Regions from separate parts of the Mus musculus genome. Here region 2 is linked to region 1. The links are chromatin contacts, called in public HiChIP or PLAC-seq maps. All regions are on one chromosome and are shown on one strand. Each heading gives the region's core, a stretch centred on a gene start, on an enhancer-like site or on the middle of the called end of the contact. The rest is flanking DNA. Distances are from core to core; before and after follow the strand shown.

Evidence for each region. HiChIP or PLAC-seq counts read pairs in DNA pulled down with a chosen protein or histone mark.
Region 2: an H3K4me3 HiChIP or PLAC-seq map of bone marrow-derived macrophages shows a contact between it and region 1, with 5 times the contacts expected there. The contact joins two enhancer-like sites. A contact is called at or near these places in 1 of 484 Hi-C or Micro-C datasets (embryonic stem cells) and 1 of 115 datasets of contacts at active chromatin or transcription factors (bone marrow-derived macrophages).

The regions. Positions count from the first base shown.
Region 1 is chr16:10,457,595-10,464,328 of GRCm38.p6, reverse strand. No RefSeq gene overlaps it. Among named protein-coding and RNA genes, the nearest start is that of Gm41420, 9.0 kb to the left of the region's middle. Within about 2 kb of position 2,943, at least 14 of the 459 cell types and tissues checked have an H3K27ac peak or open chromatin away from gene starts, as enhancers often do. A contact at or near this core is called in bone marrow-derived macrophages, where this site is marked.
Region 2 is chr16:10,842,190-10,848,922 of GRCm38.p6, reverse strand. It overlaps Rmi2 (RecQ mediated genome instability 2), which reads right to left. Exons shown (of 2, transcript NM_001162932.1): 2 at 5,688-6,733. Among named protein-coding and RNA genes, the nearest start is that of Rmi2, 10 kb to the right of the region's middle. Within about 2 kb of position 4,427, at least 160 of the 459 cell types and tissues checked have an H3K27ac peak or open chromatin away from gene starts, as enhancers often do. A contact at or near this core is called in bone marrow-derived macrophages, where this site is marked.

The DNA of each region.
Region 1 (6,734 bases), core at 1,694-4,193:
TGACTGTGCTTCGAGCCCGACAACCTGAGTTCAGCTTCTGGAACTCAACGTGGAGTGACTCCATGACTGTTCTCAGGCCTCTCCAGTGAGTGTGACACACACACACACACACACACACACACACACACACACACACACACACATGCTAATGTGGGATCTTGGTGTTTAAGGACAGCCTGAGCTACATAATGAGTTGAAGGCAATCCTGGGCTATCTGAGACCCTGTCTTAACACTCTTCTGAACAGAGAATGAAGATCCTTGGATGGGAACGCTCCAAGCAGTAGTATTCATAATAGCCCCACAGTAAAAACCACCCAGTGTCCTGCCCTGGGTAAAATGGTAATTAAAAAGTTATGACCTTGAACTTCTGGTCCTCTTGCCTCTGCCTCCTAAGTGCTGGGATCACAAGTATGCACCACCATGTGCAGCCAGGAGGGCTTTTGACATTGCAACAGAGATCTAGAAATGCACTGAATGAATTTCATAGTACCTTAGCACACATGCAGCTTCAGGCTGCAAGGTGCGCACATCTGTAAGCACAGATACCTGCAAAGTTCCTTTTCAAGGTAAAGCCACATTATGCTGTGTTTGGCATGTGGACATATAATGCTTAAGGACCACAGTTCATCCTGGTACAGATTGGGTGGGCAGGGCAGACCCCTAAAGATGTGCCCTGTTGAAGATCAGGAACAGTCTCAGCCTCATTCACTGCCCATGCCCCAAGACTGCTGAGGTGAGCCCATGTGGTGTTTATCGTTATGGATAAAAATGAGCTGGTACAGAAAGCTAAATGGTCAGAGAGACATTGTGATGACATGGTAGCCTGCATGAAATCTGTAACTGAGCAAGGAGCTAGAGTTTTCTAACGAGGAGAGGAATCTTTTCTCTGTTGCTTATAAAAATGCTGTAGGAACCGGTAAATCATCTTAGAGGGTCAGCTTAAGTGTAGGGAGATACTCATTTTCACCTAGAGGTGGCCAGTGTGTGGGATGCGGAATTTTTACATGACTTACACGTCTGGCATACTACTTTTGGTACAATGTGGCTTCAGAAGAGCCAGTGTTAAAACTGCTTGCATGTCTAAGCAAAGAGAACTGCTTACATATTGGTGTGTTGGTGGGGAATAAACGGGATAACTGGTTTCTGTCACGAGTGTAGTTATTATAATGAGTTAAAGTTTGGAGCTCAATGTGAGACTGTCATACAAACAAACAACCTGTGGACACACATGGGCATAGTGTGTGTGTGTGTGTGTGTGTGTGTGTGTGTGTGTGTATGTATGTGTGTGTTCCAGACAAAGCTGTGGCCCAATTTACTCTACAAGGGCAGAAACAGTTCACATTCCATTACTTATAAAGTCCCTACTGCTTTCTTTCATTTTATTTTATTATTTTTACATATATGTATGTATGCAGGTATGTCTGCTTGCTTGCTTGCTTGCTTATTTATTTATTTATTTATTTATTTATTTATTTAAAGACAAGGGTCTTTGTAGCCCTGGCTGTCCTGGAGTTCATTTTGTAAACCAGACTGGCCTCAAACTCACAAAGATCCACCTGCCCCTGTGTCCTGAGCTGGGATTAAAGATGTGCGCCACCGCCAGGCCTGCTGTTTGCTTTCATTATTTTTGCTACAATTTTATTTGTATTTAAATATTTTAGCAATGTAAGAACAAATGTAAAAATAAAGATTCAGTAAAAATGAGTTGCTTGGTGTACCTGGCTCCATGCATGTCAAGTACATGGATAAACAAAATCCAATGTATTTAGCCTTTTTGTTGTTGTTGTTGTTATTTGCTTTTGTGATTCCCCCCCCCCCTTTTGACACTTGCCTAATATGTTTGTGCTGTAGAAATAGCTAACAGGAAAATAACTTGAGATGGCAGATAGCTTTGTTTTATTGTCTCATGAAATCTTCATGAAGAATCCAGGCTTGATTGTTAAGAACATGTCTACTAAGTGTAATTCTACAAGTAAGTGGAATAAAAGTTTTATAATTGGAGTCTTCAACTACATTTCTCTACAGATTTCCATGTACATTAGTCATTTGGTTTTTAGACTTCTCTAAAGAAAATTGTCTCTTTATTCCCTTGGCAGCTAATGGGCTTTTATCAATTTTTGATTGCAAAGTTTATCATAACAACAACAAAAAAACAAGGCTAATGTAACACCGTTACCAACTATGTCCCACATTCTTCCCTTTTTAAATTTTTTTTTATTTATTATTTTCTTTATATACATTTCAAATGTTATCCCGAAAGTCCCCTATACCCTCCCCCCCCCCGCCCCGCTCCCCTACCCGCCCACTCCCACTTCTTGGCCCTGGTGTTCCCCTGTACTGGGGCATATAAAGTTTGCAAGACCAAGGGGCCTCTCTTCCCAGTGATGGCCGACTAGGCCATCTTCTGCTACATATGCAGCTAGAGTCAAGAGCTCTGGGGGTACTGGTTAGTTCATATTGTTGTTCCACCTATAGGGTTGCAGACCCCTTCAGCTCCTTGGGTACTTTCTCTAGCTCCTCCATTACGGGCCCTGTGTTCCATCCAATAGCTGACTGTGAGCCATTCTTCCCTTTCTTGCTCCCTCTCAAAACTTGAAATGGACTTTTATTTTTCTAGGTGAGGGGGGAATCTTGGTTGGCAAAAGGCAATGTGTTCCATTTAAAATTGTGGTCTGCTGAGTTCACTAACTTAGGAAACCACAGTCTCCTGGATCCATGGTGACACTGGGCAGCACTGACTGTTAAGTTCTGTGCTTGCAAATGGCTGTGGTTCTTAAGGATTCTCTTGATGCTCTCACAGCCTGCCAGGGATTCCAGCCCTTCATTCCCATGTCAGCTGCACAGGATAACTTCTTCTTTACCATCTTATCATCACCCTTTCCGACTGTTGGCTTTGTATCTGGAAACAGGCCACATGATCTTTCTGGCTCCACTCAGTGCCTAAGATACCCACTTCCTCTGCTTGCATCCCACAGCTTCCCCTCAACCTCTTTCCTACAGCCCAGCTCTCCTCAGTTGAGCTTCTGCTTATCTCCCTGGAGATATCCATCCTGCCCTGAAGGGTCCATCCCTGGTTCCCTTTAAAATCCTTTCTGTCCCTTTCCCCAAGTAATGATGGAGCTACGTCATACCCAAAGCTCACATCCTACCAAGTATTTCTTCAGTACTTTACAGAAAACACCAAACACAAATGTCATTTTTATAGATGTGTGTTTTTTTTTCTTTTGGAATGTAACAAGAACATGGACAATGTTTTCTGTGTGTTCTCTTGTGCCTCATATACTGTAAATACTCAATAACTATTAATGATGTGGGAAAGGAGGAGGAGGAAGAAGACGAGGAGGAGGAGGAGAAGGATAAGAAGAAGAAGAAGAAGAAGAGAAGAAGAAGAAGAAGAAGAAGAAGAAGAAGAAGAAGAAGAAGAAGAAGAAGAAGAAGAAGAAGAAGCAGCAGCAGCAGCAGCAGCAACTCACTGGAAAAGCCAAGTATTTGGCCAGGATGTGGAAGATAATAGGAAGCTCTGGAAGGGAAAAGGGATGTGGGACAGGGAAGGAGGCACTGGAACATACCATTGAGCTGGTCAGTGGTGGGAACACAGTCTCCAAGAACCTCTGGAACACGAACCTCAGTGTTCCCCACCTGCTGTGAGTTGAGGGTATGCAACATGTGAATACTAGCTCCTAGGAGTTGTCAATTGGTGTAAAGCTCCTGGGGCCATAGTACACTGGTCCCTCTGGACACTGCTGCTGGGTCTGGTAGCATCTGGATGGTAAAGAAAATTCTCTATCCGAGTATAAGACCCTGTGGACATGAGAGTCTTGAGTGCTAAGAAGTCCTGGATCAGCACTAACCCTAGAAATGGCATCATAGCTACCCTCTGAAGAGTATGAGTGAGCCTTCGGGTCATGTGACAGGCATATCAGGCAAAGTCTATGGGCAGGGACAAGGCTTGGAAAGTCCCAAGGACAACTGATAAGAATAGATTGTGACTGGAGTTGATCAAGTAGTGGGGACTGTATTGGTTACTTTTGTGTTGCTATGATAACATATCTGATGGCAACAACTTAAAGGGAGAAAGATTTCATTCTGACTCAGTTTTAGAGGGTTCCAGTCCATTATGGTGGGAACATGCAGAGAAGCTCAGCTCCCAGCAATGGGAACATATGAAAGAGGCTGTTCGCTTCATGGTAGATCATGAAGCAGAGAGTGAGACAGGAAGTAGGGCAGGTATAACCTTCAGGGCCTCACAGTTACCTCTTCCTACTAGGGGATCCCCACTTCCTAAAGATTCCATCACTTCCTAAGATAGCATCAGCAGCTGGGAACAACTCTTGAGCCTGTGGGGGACGATTCAGAGTCACACAGCTAGGCTGGAGCTAGATGGCAGAGGGTTCAGGGCTGAGTCTAGAGAGTAGGTATTCAAGGATGTTGGCAGTACACAGCCTTTGGGCCACCTTACCTCAGGTGTGAACTGGAGAATGGGCAGCTGGGGAGGAAGCATGAGTTTTCTTCAAGCCTCTCTTTCCCTTCTGTGCACTGCAACTTCCGGCATGGGCTGGTGTGCCCTGCCTCACAAACTTCTAAAGGACACTTGGTGCCTGATGGGCTCCCAGAATATAGCTAGGAGGGCCTCCTGAATGTGACATTCAGAAGTGGCCATGCCTGAACCCATCAGGTTCCGTGTGGAGCCTCTCACCAAGTCTTTTCCCAAATGAATTAAAATGAAGAATCCTGGTTTACTAGGGTTTGGTGATGACGCTGAGAAATGAAAACTCAGCCTTGAGGTACCTGGCAGTGTGTACCTAGCCCTGGGGCTTGGGTGACCATCTGGATGAGGGCCTTGGAAGCAGGTGATAAAGTTACTGAGTCTCTGTAGCTGGCATCACGGTACTCACTCAACTTTTACATTGAAGTAAGGTTGATCTGCATTCTGAGGAAATTATGTAACTCCAGATGCCTTGGTTTCCCACGGTGAGATTAAAGTTTGGACCCCAATCTCAATGTGCCCTGCCCAGCCTTGTTCATGAGTCTCCTCCCTAAATTCACCCCAAGCCTTAGGGGCAATTACAGAGATCCAACGATAAATGGATTAGCTTATCAAGGACCTGCTGTCTGCCATGCTTGGTGCTAAGTGCTTTCAGTAAGGATGGACTGGCAGCATTCCCATCTGAGAGTTGCAGAGTCCAGCCTCTGAGATGTGACACCTTGTGTACAATGCTTACAAGAAGGCACTGAGACCCATGGTCTCCATCTTCTCTGAAAAAATAGGACTCGGGGCTGGGGAGCTGCTTGGTAGAAAAGCATTTGTGCTGTAAGGATGAGATCAAGTCCCCCGAATCTTTATTAATACTGAATGGGTACAGTAGCCTGTCTTGAATCCCAACATGCAGGAGGCAGAGATAGGGATCCCTGGAGTAAACTAGCTGGATAGAATAGCCAAATCAGTGAGCTCTGGGAGCCAGAGAGGTCTTGCCTCAAAACATAAGGTGGAGGGTAATGGAAGATTACACCTGAAACTAACTCTGGGCTCTGGATGCATGTTCACACATGTGCATTCACATTTGCATGAACACATGTACCACATACATAGGAATATGCACACATGTGCAACATTTTAAAACAAGAAACTGGGACTTTTCAGCCAAGATAAATAAACCAAGGTGTCCATCAATGAATGAATGAATGAATGAATGAATGAAGAAAATGTGATATATACAAACAAACACACATTTACATACACCACACATACACTTAATGGAACATTACTCAGCTATAAAACAATGAATGAGGTCTGGGTTGGGGCTGTACCTCAATTGGTAGCTTGCTTAGCATATGAAAACCCCAGATTTGGTCCCTAGCACTGAATAAAACTGGGAATAGTGATGCATGCCTATAATCCCAGCAGCTGAGCATTGTGAGGCACATCTTTAATTCCAGGACTTCAGAGGCAGGAGCAGGTAGGTCTGTGTGAGTTCAAGGCCAGCCTGGTCTATATCACAAGTTCCAGGCTACCCTGTCTCAAAAACAAACAAACAAACAAACAAACAAACAAACAAACAAGCCAAATTAAAAATCCCCTCTCGAGGGGTCCCAGAGGCAGCTTAACTCCCAGTAGCTCTGACACACTCAGGATCTCAGGATCACAGGATCCCAGAATCACAGGATCCCAGAGACAACTGATCTCTAAGAAGTTCTGACATAATCAAGATCATAGGAGGGACAGGCCCCAGTCAGATATAGAGAGGGCAGGTAGCATTAGAGATAATCAGATGGCAGGAGGCAAGCATAAGAACATAAGCAACAAAAAACAAGGTTACTTGGCATCATCAGAACCCAATTCTCCCACCAAAGCAAGTCCTGGATACACCGTCACACCAGAAAAGCAAGATTCGGATCTAAAATCACTTCTCATGATGGTGATAGAGGACTTTAAGAAGGTCGTAAATAACTCCCTTAAAGAAATACAGGAGAACACAGGTAAACAGCTAGAAGCCCTTAAAGAGGAAACACAAAAATCCCTTAAAGAATTACAGGAAAACACAATCATAAAGGTGAAGAAAATGAACAAAACCATCCAAAATCTAAAAATAGAAGTAGAAACAATAAAGAAATCACAAAAGGAGACAACTCTGGAGTTAGAAAACCTAAGAAAGAGATCAGGAGTCATAGCATCACTAACAGAATACAAGAGAGAATCTTAGGGGCAGAAGATACCATAGAAACATTGACATAA
Region 2 (6,733 bases), core at 3,178-5,677, 380 kb before region 1:
AGTCGAATATTCCAGCCAAACAGCAATCACCAACTCTGCTATTCCCTAACATTGTTCTTTTTGAGATAGTCTCATATATTCCAGGCTGAACTCTAATTTGCAATGTAGCCAAGAATGACCTGAAACTTCTGGTCCTCCTGCCCCCCTTCCTAGCTCTGCATGTACATATGCATGAAGTAGGTAAGTGCAGTCAATAATGAGATTTCAAAGCCCTTCCTTTCCTCACCCAATTTGGCCAGAAGGGAGGAGCAGGTGTTTGTAGCTTTGAATTTCCCAGCACAGGGCCTCTGTTTCTTAGGCTGATCTTTGTCCACACCACATCCCTGCTTGTTCAGTTGAGCTAGATGACCTCTGGGGAGGTGGGTTAATGCTACAGTGGGAGGAGGCATTCAGGAACCTTGCTATGAGATAATTGTGCAGCCAGGGGCCAGAATGGCCCTCTTCTCCTGTGATGACACCCTAACCAGAACCTGTGAACACTATCTTAGTTGCAAAATGGACTTTTTCCAACTTAAACAATAAAAGACTTCTATAAGCCTAGGCTGGCCTCTATCTAAGTCACTGAGCAGAAGGTGACCTGAACTTCTGATCCCCCTGTCTCCACCTCCTGAGCGCTGAGACTGCAGGTGTGTACCACTATGATCAGTTTAATGCAATGCTGGGAAATGAACCCTGGGCGTCACGCACACTAGGCAAGTACTCTACTAACTGAGCCACATTCCTTAGCCTCAGAAGTGATTCTTGCGATGAGCTGAGCCTGCATGCATACAGCAGAGATAAGGCAAGCTGTGCAGCAACCAAGGATCTTCCTCCCATTGTCTCCAGACCCAGGGCCCAGCAGGCACTGGGGCTTCATGACAAAGGCCACACTCAGGTGTGGTGGCACACACCTTTAATCTGGGTACTCAGGAGGCAGAGGCAGGACGATCTCTGAGTTTGAGGGCAGCCTGGTCAACAGATTGAGTTCCAGGACAGCCAGGGCTACACAGAGAAACCCTGTTTCAAAATGAAACAAAACAACAAGTCACCTACTGCTTGGATTCCCTTAGCAGCAGAGTAGAGAGTCGTTTACTCTTTCTGACCCCAGGCATTCTTCTCTACAGAGGTCAGACATAAGCCCAGAGGGCTGAGATGTGGTTCCGAGGTAGGGCATTCATCTACATATAGGAAGCCCTAGGTTTCATCCCCAGCACATAATAATAATGCTAAGTCTGTCCATTTGAACTTGTATTTTATTTATTATTATATGTGGATATAAGGGCATACACATGCCATTGACTTATATGGAGGTCAGAGGACAGCTTTCAGGGATAGCTCCCCCCCCCCATCTTTCTGTAGGTTCCCTGAAATGAACTCAGGTCAGTAAGCTTGCCTATAAGCACTGGCAACCTGTCCTCATGATATATATATATCATGTCCCCGATGATAACGAGGACAACCACAATAATTTGAAGTTGCTTATAAAGAGCTTAGTGACTCAGATTCAATCCCAGATACTCAGCTGCCCAGGGAAGTTAGTACGACCTTATCTGAAAGCAAACGGTGCAGAGGGGCTGGGGATGGCTCAGAGACTGAGTGCTTGCCTGGGATGACCCTGGGTTCAGGCCCAAGTGCTAAATACTTCTAAATGCTTATAACTAGACATAGTGGTGCATGCCTTTAATGCCAGCATGCTAGAAGCAGAGACAGGCAGATTTCTGTGAGTTCCAGGCCAGCCAGGGCTACAATTGTGAGAAGTCTCAACAACAACAACAATCATAGTAATTATAATAGCTCATAAAAACAATAAGAGTTGGGCATGGTGGTGCAGTTGAGAGGCAGAGGCAGGACAATCTTTGCAAGTTGGAGGATAACCTGGGCTACTTCAGGAGTTTCAGTTAAGCTTCTACATAGTGACCTAAACAGCCTAAAAAGCCTAAAGAGCTCAGAAAGATGAAGAGACTCACCCAAGGTGAGTCACTTAATAAAAGGGACTAGAGTTGAATGTCAAGTCCATTGAAACCCATCTGGTGTCCAAACTTCCCCCACTCTGCCCCCACCTGTCTGGCCACAATGGGCAGAACTCCCAGGGTGGTTGGCTGTGAAATTTCTTGTGGCCCTATTTGTTCCTTTGCTTCATTTTGTGGCTTTTCATTCTGTGATCTCTGGCTCTCATCCCATTCCCTAGGGCTCAGACCAGACCCAGGCCAAGCAGCAGGGGGTGCTATACTCCACTCTAGAGCAGTCCCAAGGAGCCAACAGGGAAGAATTAAGGTGCTGGCTCTGAAGAACACTGTCCCTAACACCACCAGGCACCTACTAGCTCACGACTTGCCCCTGTGGCCTGCTGGGGCAATGCAAGGCGAGCAGACACACCTCTTAGGCAAAGGATGCTCAGCGCAAACCAAGTATGCAATTGTGCTGGTGTCTTTATCGAGGAAGTCACTGTCCAGGCACACTAGCACTTACTCTTTGCCATGGCCCTTTTATACGTCCAGATCTTTCCTCTCTGAAGAGTACTTTCCTGCCTTCATGCCAGCACCTGCAAGGGACCCAAAATGCTGGCACAGTAGTACATACCTCAGGAGCTGAGGGAAGAGAATCAAGGCCAGCTTGGACTACGTAGTGAGACCCTGTCTGAAAAGGAGAAACAAGGGAAAAACAAAAAACCTGCTCTGGAGACACAGCTCAGTTGGCGGGGTGTCTGCCCACCATGCATAAAGCTCTGGGTTAATCTCCAGCACGTAAGAACCAGGCAGAAGAGCACAGCTGTGATCCAGGGTTCAGGAGGATTGCCAAGGTCATCAGGACGACATGAGCTATGAGAAACTGCCTCACAAATGGGCTCAGTGGGTAAAAACACTTGCTGTAGGGGTCAAATGCAGTACACTCAGTTCTCTGGACCCACAGTGGGGAGAATGGTTTACCGAAAGCAGTCCTCTACCTTCACACAGTACCTCATGCTTATGCACGGGGCACACACACACACATAAATCTTAAAAAGTAACAAAATACAAACAAACTAAAATCACAATAACAATAAAAACTCAAACCCAGGCCAACAAGATGGCTCTGAGGATAAAGGCACTTAGCACCGAGCCCAAAGACCTGAGTTTGAACCTTGCATCCCACCCGGTAGAAATCAAAAATCAACACCCACAATTTATCCTCTGATTTATACACCCATGCCACAGCAAATGTCCACCTACACACACACACACACACACACACACACACACACACACACAACTAGCTAACTAAATAGAAGCTTTAAAGCCCTCAAATGCCAAGGCTCCTGAGCACTGTGCCTTTACTCTGTGGCTTCTGTCTTCAACCTGAAACTCCTACAGCTTACTCTGTGTGTGTGTGTGTGTGTGTGTGTGTGTGTGTGTGTGTGTGTGTGTGTGTGTGTGTGTGTGATGTGAGTCCCCGGAGGACAGAGATGCCAAGCAAGGATTCTAAAACAACCTTGAGACCTCCCCACTCAGAAGGAGGGGTGGCAAACTCCATTTCCCAAGAGCCTACCAGCAGCATCCTTTGAAGGAAGAACCACCTCGAAGTCTCCACCTTGAAGGCTGACCTTCAAACCCCAGGTCAGGCAGGGGATGGTGGAACCAGAACTAGCCCACAGTGTGACAAGGTGGGAGCCCCTGAACGGTGTCTTCAGACACAGGCTCAAAGCTATTTGCTTGATGTAGGTCATTGTGGCTAACTGTGACTAAAGGCATATCCACTCCTTCTCCCCCATCCTGTTTTTTACTTTTCAGTTTTTCGAGACAGGGTTTCTATGTGTAGCCTTGGCTGTCCTCAAACCTGTTTTTGTTTGTTTTGTTTTGTTTTGTTTTGTCTTAAGACAGTGTCTCCTGTGGTGCATGCCTTTAATCCCAGCACTCGGGAGGCAGAGGCAGGCTGATTTCTGAGTTCAAGGCCAGCCTGGTCTATAAAGTGAGTTCCAGGACAGCCACCAGGGCTATACAGAGAAACCCTGTCTTGAAAAACAAAAGAACAAAACAAAAACAAAAACAAAAACAAGACAGTGTCTCCTGTAGCCCAGGTTGGCCCAGGCTTGCTATGTAGCCCGTGGCGACTTTGAACTTCTGATTCTCCAATTCCTTAGTGCTGAGATTCGAGGATCAAACTCAGGGTTTTGTTGATGCCAAACAAGCACTCCACACCATACACGGCCCTTGACCACCCTCTTCCTCTTTACATAGGGGCTTGTCAACAAAGGACCTGGAACCCACATTATGGCCCTGAGTGGCCTTCACCTCCAGAATGTCAGGATTACAGGTGTGCACCCCCATACCCAGGCTCCCGCTTATCCTTTCAAGAGTCAGCTAGCTGATCAGCAAACTGGAGAAGGTACCCAGCATCAACCCTGGCTGGCCAGACAGACAGAACTCAGAGCTGATCCCCGACTCCGCACAGCATATCCTCTGGTTTCTTTTTCTCTTTAATCATTAAATCACACACAAGCCAACAAAAACACGGCAGTCAGACACTCCCCTATTTCACACAGCCCTTCTTTCCCCTCCTGCAGAATTTTGCGGTAAAACTTCAGCTTTACAAGAACATGCAACAGAAAGAATTAGGGAACTCAGGCGATCCAAAACCAGCTAAGTGATGGTTTCGAATTTTTAAAATATATATAATGTAAAGCAGTTCCGAGAAAAGTGAAGTCACGGCCTAGGTTGCTTATTCTCAGTTCTTAGAAAAGAGCATTTCAAAGAGGAAGCTGAGTGGGGAGGGCACACAGGCTGCCGCCAGAGCCGCGGTCTGGCGGGTGCTCACTGATAAACTGACTTTGATTTGGCAGCTGAGAACTGAAGCCTCCGGATGCATTTTCATTTGGCGCTGTCAGGGAGGAAACAGCAGCCCCCAATAGTGAGAGTTCTGAATGTGCAGCGAAACCACAGGCTCAGTTCTGTGCTGGAGAGGCAGGCGACAGCCACTGCCCACTGCCCACTGCCGTTTGCGCCGCCCCTCCCCCCACCGCCTTGACCTCCAGCCAGCCTGCACTTTTCTATGGGTGTTTCACCAGGAGTTACGTGAGGACATGGCTGGGAAGCTGTCAGCAGCTTCGGTTCTCCAGTGGAAAAGTAGGCTTGTGCCACACACAGCTCAACAGCTACTCTGGGGTAAAACAGTTTGGGGACACCATTTTACTAAGAATCCTGTAGCAGAGATCCTGGGGCCTGCATCAAAATTAAGTTTCAGACTGGGGCTCAAGTAACAGACTGCCTAACATGCAGGAGCCAGGCTTTGAGTTTGATCCCCAGACCCACAAGAACTAGGTGTGGGGGTGCACACCTGCAATCGCAGCACCAGGGAAGTGCAGGCAGGAGGAGCTGGGCTTCATGATCATGCATAACTGCACAGTGAGATTGAGGCTAGCCTGGAACATGAGATGATGCCTCAAAATTAATTAATTTGAGACCTAAGGTATAGCTAGCTCAGCTGTAGAGTCTGCCCAGCATGCAAGAGGCCCTGGGCTCTATCTCCAGGACTGAAAAATTGTGTGTGTGTGTGCATATGCATGTGTGTGTATACTGTGTGTACCTGTGTGTCTGTTTATTAAATTCCAGTGCAATCAAAAGCAACTGATCAACTGTCCCAGACAAGGGAGACCTTAAGGAGACACGACGGCCAAGTAGAATGTGGAATCCTGGGGAAAAATGAATAAAGAAACCAGAACAAACTATAAATTTGGTTACTAACTTTTCAGTATTTGTTCATTAGTTAATTTGTTAATTAATTTTAACATCCATGCCATACTAATGTAAGATATTCATGATAGGAACCTGGTATGTCTATAATTTAAGACATCCTGGGTTTGAGCCCCAATACTGCATAAACCAAGCTTAATGGCGCACACCTGTGATCTCAATACTCAGGAAGCTGAGGCAGGAGGATCAGGAGTTCCAGGACAAACTTGGCTACAGAGACCATGCAAATAAATAGGCAAATAAAAATATAAACAGCTGCACTATTTTGGCAAATTTTCTGAGGCTCAAACAACGTACATTGGAGCTGGAGAGATGGCTCAGCAATTAAGAGCACTTGCTGCTCTTCCAGAGGACCTGAGTTTGGTTCCCAGAACCCACACAGGGATGCTCAGACCTGCTGTAACCCCAGCTCAAGATTCCAAGGTCCTCTTTTAGACTCACACACACACAAATAAAAATAGACCTAAAAAATGAATGGTTCAGCAGTCAAACACAGATCACTTTTCAACTTGGCCTTCCTTTAAAAGAAAATGTTAGCACCTTTAACACAGCACTCAGGAGGCAGAAACTCATCTGCTCTACATAATGAGTTCCAGGAAAGCCCAAGTTCAAGGCCAGTCTGAACTAGAGACACTGCCTAAAAAGGTAGGGTGGGGAAGGCAGGGTGAGGAGGGGAGGGAAGGAAGAAGGGAAGGCCAGAGAGACTGACTACTGCTGGCTGGCTGGCTGGCTGGCTGGCTGGCTGGCAGGAAGGCAGTCATGCAGAAAGATGAATCAGCTGGTAGTCTTTACGTGGGATTGTAGGGCACCATCCTCCCAGCACAACAGACATCCATCAGTTTAAAGGTCAGAGGAGGCTAGCTGGTCGAGTGCTACTCTGGCGTGTGTGAGACCCTGGGGACCCCGTGGTCCAACCCCAGTGCCATTCATTACTACTGTTTTTTTTTTTTTTTTTTTAAGATTTATTTATTATATGTAAGTACACTGTAGCTGTCTTCAGACACACCAGAAGAGGGCGTCAGATCTTG